Linked DNA regions of Delphinus delphis: region 2 is linked to region 1. A link is a contact called in public Hi-C data. All regions are on one chromosome and are shown on one strand. Each heading gives the region's core, a stretch centred on a gene start, on an enhancer-like site or on the middle of the called end of the contact. The rest is flanking DNA. Distances are from core to core; before and after follow the strand shown.

Region 1 (3,245 bases), core at 278-2,777:
CGCATGCTGCAAGGAAGATCCCGTGTGCCACAACTAAGACCAGATGCAGCCAAATAAATAAATAAATATTAAAAAAAAAAGACAAAACCCTAGAGAACACATGCACAAACCTAAATTGAGAATTACTGTTCAGATCCATTGATTCTCAAACTTTCACTATGATCAAAAGCCTTATCTACTGTGTTTACTTCCAAGAACCCCATATGTTTTTTTGTTTTTTGTTTTTTTTTTTGCGGTACGCGGGCCTCTCACTGTTGTGGCCTCTCCCATTGCGGAGCACAGGCTCCGGACGCGCAGGCTTAGCGGCCATGGCTCATGGGCCTAGCCGCTCCGCGGCATGTGGGATCTTCCCGGACCGGGCCACGAACCCGTGTCCCCTGCATCGGCAGGCGGACTCTCAACCACTGCGCCACCAGGGAAGCCCGAACCCCATGTTTTTTTTTAAAAGTCTCCTAAATTAGATTTATTAATAAGTTTACTTTTCTTATTAATCAAACACATAGAATTACCATTTCAGAGCTTGTGATCACCATAGGTAGCTATCAATCCAAGCTGCTTATAGTTCAAAACAAACAAACAAAAAGGGACATTCTAGTTATTCCATGCTGCCCTAACAAGGGTAAATGGAAACTTCCCACTAAATTTTGTCAGAAAGCACTCCCATACCCTCACCTCCTGCCACTGCTGCCTTTGAGGACTCCTGGAGTTCTAGAGAGGTCAGTTTAGCCTTTCTTGTACAAGCAAAGTAGCCATGCCACCCAATTTGGAAGGATTAAAGCTTGCCCTAGTTTTGCTTGATTGTTGTACTTCTAGCATGCTAAAGACCTAAAAAATGGGAGGAAGAAAATACAACAGAAGGCACCATTCCAGTACCAAACTGAAAAGAAACAAAAACAAGAGAGCAACATGTTTTTAACAGCTTGCATGGAGAAAGCGGAAAAAATATTGACTGGGGAGTTTGGATAGCGCTGTTCATTTTCTCTCACCGCCCGCGTTATTTGTCTTACGGGGCAGGAGCCAGATACAATTCTGGCGCACAGGCCGGAGGAAGAGGTGGAGGGGTTTTGTGGAAGCTTGAGGATAGCGGGGAAATTAGGACTGGAGACCCAAATGGCTCAGGGCCAGGAGGAAGTCAGGAGAGGCGCTAAATCTTTTTTCCTCCTGTCCTTGGGCATCCTCGTTGGTCCGCCTGAGTCCTAAGAGGGCACAGCCTGGTTCACTCAGGTAAGTCCCCGACGCCTTCAGATCATCATGAGCAGGACGAATCCCCGCCCCTATTTCTTTTGCCTGGGGAAAGGACACGCGGTCTCCTTTCGCTTTCTCAGCCCACCTGTCCTTTGGAGTTCAGACGTGCACCGCCGGCAACGGGGTCCGGGATGGGGCCTCCACCGGCCGGCCAGGCACTTGGTTCCCCGACCTCAGCACTAGCCGAGCCTGGGTCTTAGCCCCGCCTCTCCGGGCGCGGGGCGGGGCCTGGGCGCGGGGCGGGGCCTGGGCGCGAAGCGGGCGGTGGCGACCAAGCGGAGGAGAAAGAACATGGCGGGCGTGGCGGGGTCCCGCATGGGCCAGGGGGCAGCGGGCGGAGATGGAGACGATTCGCTCTACCCAATCGCGGTATTAATCGACGAGCTGCGCAATGAGGACGTGCAGGTACTGGAGTCGGGCCGGGGAGCGGAGGCGGGCTCGGCCGGGCGCGTGGTAGGGAAGGGGGAAGGCCCGCCCCGGGGCAGGGGAGGCCCGGGGATTAAAAGCTGGGACTCGGAGCAGAAACTTGACAGGGAGGAGGGGAGAGATCCGTGAGGGATTCTGGTGGCTCGACCCGACGGGCCGGGAACCTCTCCAGCACCCCTTGTCCCGGCCGGCTGAGGCTTTGGCCCGGCGTCGCACCGGGTCCGGGGCGGTTGTGGGAGAACCGGCTTCCCTCCTGGGCCCTCCTTCCGGGCCGGGCGGTGGGAACGCCGCGTCCAGCCTTGGGCGGGTCATCCCTGTAGCTGAGCGAGTGGGAGGAGGGCGGAGCGGAACCGCGAGGGCCTGGAGCGGGCTGCAAGGATGCCAAGGCGCCCAGTGAAGTGCAGGTGAATGACTGCCTTCCGCTGGGCTTGTGGGGTAGAAATTAGGTTGGATGGCTAGCTAACCTAGAGGAGGCGGTGTATCACCTCTGATGGAACTTTTTTGAAAAGGCAGGGGTTGTACTCAACCGTTTCACCTGCTTCACCACTGCCAAAGTTCTCTCTTTTTAAAATTGTCTCACTTTTCTGAATATTGTATTTTCTTTCATTTGTTTAATGGGCCCGTCAACGTGTTTCTCCTAAGAAATCTTCCTTTAGCTAATGAAGGCGTGTTCCACTGTTCTTGAGGTTCCTCATAGAATGAAATCTAAATTAAAGGTTTTCTTCATTCTTACCTGTATGTTATTATCTCACCTGTTTGCAACTGCTGTCTTTTTTTTATTAATTTTTTTTAAATGATTCACATTTTAAAAAAAATTATTTTATTTATTTTTGGCTGCGTTGGGTCTTCATTGCTGCCCACGGGCTTAATCGCGGGCTTCTCATGTTGCGGAGCACGGGCTCTAGGCACGGGGACTTCAGTAGTTGTGGCTCAAGGGCTCTAGAGTGCAGGCTCAGTAGTTGTGGCGCACGGGCTTAGTTGTTCCGCGGCATGTGGGATCTTCCCTGACCAGGGCTCGAACCCGTGTCCCCTACATTGGCGGGCAGATTCTTAACCACTGCGCCACCAGGGAAGCATGCAACTACTGTCTTTTGGTCTAAATCACAACTGTTTCTTGACTTCGTTCTTTCTACTTTTTTAAAGCTCCGTCTCAATAGTATTAAGAAATTATCAACAATTGCTCTAGCACTTGGAGTAGAAAGGACGCGAACTGAACTGCTGCCTTTCCTTACAGGTATGTGACTCTTGGAGGAAAGGCATGGGCATTTCTGTTTTCCAGTGGCTTTCAAAACTTTGGCTATTTTTTTTCGAATTTGTTACCCACAGTATTAGTAAGTACTAAACTGAGCCTGCTGTTTCCCATGAAGAAACAGGACAGCATATACTGTAATTTTGTGGCCAGACATATTCAGACCTTAACTATTTAGCTAATAGGAAAGTAATTGATATGGATTATGAATTTCTAACTCATTCTGTAAAACAGATCCATAGACTCTTGATTGAGAAGGAGGAAAAGGCTGTTAGGACTGTGACAGACCATCTAGTTATATATTGAGTCTATTCCTAGTTTTGTG
Region 2 (3,245 bases), core at 507-3,006, 170 kb after region 1:
AATGGAATTAACTTCTTTCTTCGTTTTTAAAAATGCTGGGATCAGATTAAGTAATCTCACTATAGTCACATTATTTATCAATACAAACTTAACCTAAATTTCTAACTCTGGTAAATTTGTGAGAGGAAAATTTGTGATTTTGGTCCTGATGCTAAAAACATAAGCCGGATTTCGGCTGCCTCCGGATAAGCAGGGGAGGGCAAAAAGTGAGGATGACACAATGACATATGCCCCTTCTTTTTGGAAATGGAATTCTTCACATTCAGCAAAACTTCTAAGAACAACAGCTACAAAAATCCCTCTAGTTTTCAAATGTCCTTTACCTTACACAGCCATTCTGAAAAAGAATTCTACGTTCATATCCGAACTCTGGTACATTTCGCACTAATAAGGGGAAACACTGAATAGGATGAAAACTGGAAGAAAGAAAAAAACTGAAAAAGGGTGAGACTCCAGAACAACTACAATGAGGCACAGTAGAGTACGTCAAAAACACAAGGTTTTATTCTAAAGAACGGTTTTGTTTCTACCGTTTTTCTAAAGTATTTAATTTGCACGTCTTAAAATAGAGACCCTGAGGAGAGCAGCTCGAAGCGGTGAAAGGAAGGGGGGGCGGGTTAGGTAAGAACAGAGACTTGCGAGAAAATATGTGCGGTGCATTAGAATGTGCAATGGAGGGGGGGATGCTAGCTTCACCGTCAGGAAGCAGTCGAGGGCTTTATGAGTAGAGAGGCAGAATATGCTGCGGCTTAAGGAACGCGTACTCACAGCCAGAATGCACACCTGGTAAAGGGATAACCTAGGATAAGAAAGACCAACCCACCAACTGTGCAAATGCAGAGATGACCATTTTAACCAGCTCTATTGTCTGGAGTAATAGGTGGAAATGCCTCAGGCACGAGATCAAACTAGCCTGACACTAAGTCAGAGATACTGTCCGGCAAAAAGAGAAAGAGAAGATGGACAGTGGCGGCCCGGGCATTCCCGGCCAGTGGCCCCTTCCTCGCGCGGGGGAGGGGCGCCGGGATCCCGGGAGCCGCGCGAAGCCCAGTCCCGGGAGTCCGAGCACAGGCGGTCCCCTCCTCGGGGCTGGCAACGTCTCTCACCGCGCAGCCCAGGAGCACGGAGACTTCCCCTCCCACCCCACCCCCAGCTGAAAGCAGGGAAGACGCGGAACTTGGGCTCCAGAGCGGAGGCCACAGACCAGGTCACGGCTCGGGTGGGAGGCTCTGGGTGAAATTCCGTGTGGCCACGGTGGTGGCCTAGGAAAGGCAAAGCCCCTGCTGGTCGGGCTTCCAATCGGACGACACTGGGGTCCGGGTGACGCGGCCCCGGTCGCTGCGGCGCTCACCGACCCCTGGACCTCCTGGGTCCTCATACTCCCAGGCCCTCTCGCTTCAGCTAGTGACCCGGCCTCTCGGATCTCCCCAGGCCCCCGCTGCGGCCGCCCCTCTCGGTCAAGCTCCTCTCCAGAACCCTCGCCTCGGACGCTCCCGCCGAGCCCCGGGCCGCACCTCCGTCCTGGTGATCCGGTGTCGCCCCAGCTTCACCACGGCGAAGTTGCCTTTCCCCAGCGTGCCCTCGATTTCGTAGAACCCCACCCGGACCGGCCCGCGCTGCAAGTGCCTCGGGCCATCCGCCATGACCATGCTGGGCCCCGCTGCTAGACACTGCGGACTGGAGCGCGGGCTGGAGGGCGGCGGGCAGGCTGGCTGGCTGCTCAGCTCCGCTCGGGCGACGGCCGCTCCGCTCACTCCTTCGCTCAGTCCCTCCCGCTCCGCAGGGCCCAGCCAGGCGCGCGCCGCCGCTGACGTGCGCCGACGTCAGGGGGCCGGGGAAGAGGGGCGGGGGCGGGACTGGGCCTCGATTGGTCACCATGGCGACCGGAGCACCGCGGACGTCCGCGGGCGGGCGGGTGTGAGGGAGGGCAGATGGGCGGGGCCTGGACGGCGCGTTTCTTCCGGGCTCCGGCGCCCTCCATGCTCCCCGTTGCCTCGCCGCTGCCAGGGGCGGGATAGCAGCCCGGCCCGCCCAGATCCTCGGCCACCCAGCCGAAGGGCAAGAGCGAGCCCTGGTGGGCGGAGCGGAGGGCTGCAGAAACCTGGGTCTGGCTCGGGTCTCCTTACCCCACCCCGGCGTTCCCCGCCCACCCGGGGACCTTCCCGCCAAAACCTCTCACCTATGACTACTGTGCGTCCTAAATTTGGAAAGGGCAAAGAACTGTGGCTGAGCAATGCATTGCTCACAGGCTCCTTTCTTTGTATCCTTTTTCATCTGTTTCTATATAAATCCCTCCAAATTTGATGTCTCTTAAGAATCATTCTGACAGCATCGCGGGCGCTTGTAGACTCACAGAATGTCAGCGTTGATGAGACCTTGGAGATCACCTAATCCAGGGATTTGAAGCCTCAAATGGGCTTTGGAGACCGAACCCCCTAAAATGTGTGCAATTTTTTGCCTCTTTGAGCTTGCCTCTGGGGAGATGGGACTATAGTTTTATCAGATTCTCAAACATGTTGGTGACCGGGAAAAGGTTAAGAAATACTTATTTAATCCAATTTCTTTTCAGATGAGGAGTCAACCCCAGGGAATGCAGGGAATTGCCAAAGTCACACAGGTAATGCTAGAATCAGGATTGCATATCGCCACACCAATCTTCCATATGGTGACCCAAGGAAACAGATAGTGTTATTTTAATATTTTGAAACATATTATGTGTCCTTAGACCTTGGTTTCTAAATGCCAGTCTCCAATAAAAAGAACCAGACTCTGGAGAAATGGCTGATTCCCAGACAGAGGGAGGGAAAGTATAAAATGCCCTTGAAAATCTTGTCCCATAAAGCAAGATTTTCAAAGAATGATGAGGATGTGTCAAAAGGAAACAGGAGGGCTTCCTTGGTGGCGCAGTGGTTGAGAGTCTGCCTGCCGATGCAGGGGACACGGGTTCGTGCCCTGGTCCGGGTAGATCCCACATGCCGCGGAGCGGCTAGGCCCGTGGGCCATGGCCGCTGAGTCTGCGCGTCCGGAGCCTGTGCTCCGCAACGGGAGAGGCCACAACAGTAAGAGGCCCGCGTACCGCAAAAAAAAAAAAAAAAAAAAAAGGAAACAGGAGCCAGTTTGAAGGTAACTCTACTTATCCATCTGGGACAATTTGAGCATCACGAATGAATAATGATGGAAATGGATTATAACAATGAATTTAAAAAAAAAGAATCCATGGGAGCTTACTTGTTCTTACAATGTTA

Evidence for each region. A called contact is a pair of places that touch in the nucleus more often than the background predicts.
Region 2: a contact with region 1 is called in a Hi-C map of lung, with 2.8 times the contacts expected there. The contact joins the promoter of SIK2 here to the promoter of PPP2R1B in region 1. A contact is called at or near these places in 3 of 3 Hi-C or Micro-C datasets (lung and muscle).

The regions. Positions count from the first base shown.
Region 1 is chr8:22,256,174-22,259,418 of mDelDel1.2, forward strand. It overlaps PPP2R1B (protein phosphatase 2 scaffold subunit Abeta), which reads left to right and starts at 1,528. Exons shown (of 16, transcript XM_060017981.1): 1 at 1,528-1,650; 2 at 2,815-2,905. The coding sequence starts at 1,537.
Region 2 is chr8:22,421,025-22,424,269 of mDelDel1.2, forward strand. It overlaps SIK2 (salt inducible kinase 2), which reads right to left and starts at 1,757. Exons shown (of 15, transcript XM_060017977.1): 1 at 1,515-1,757. The coding sequence starts at 1,649.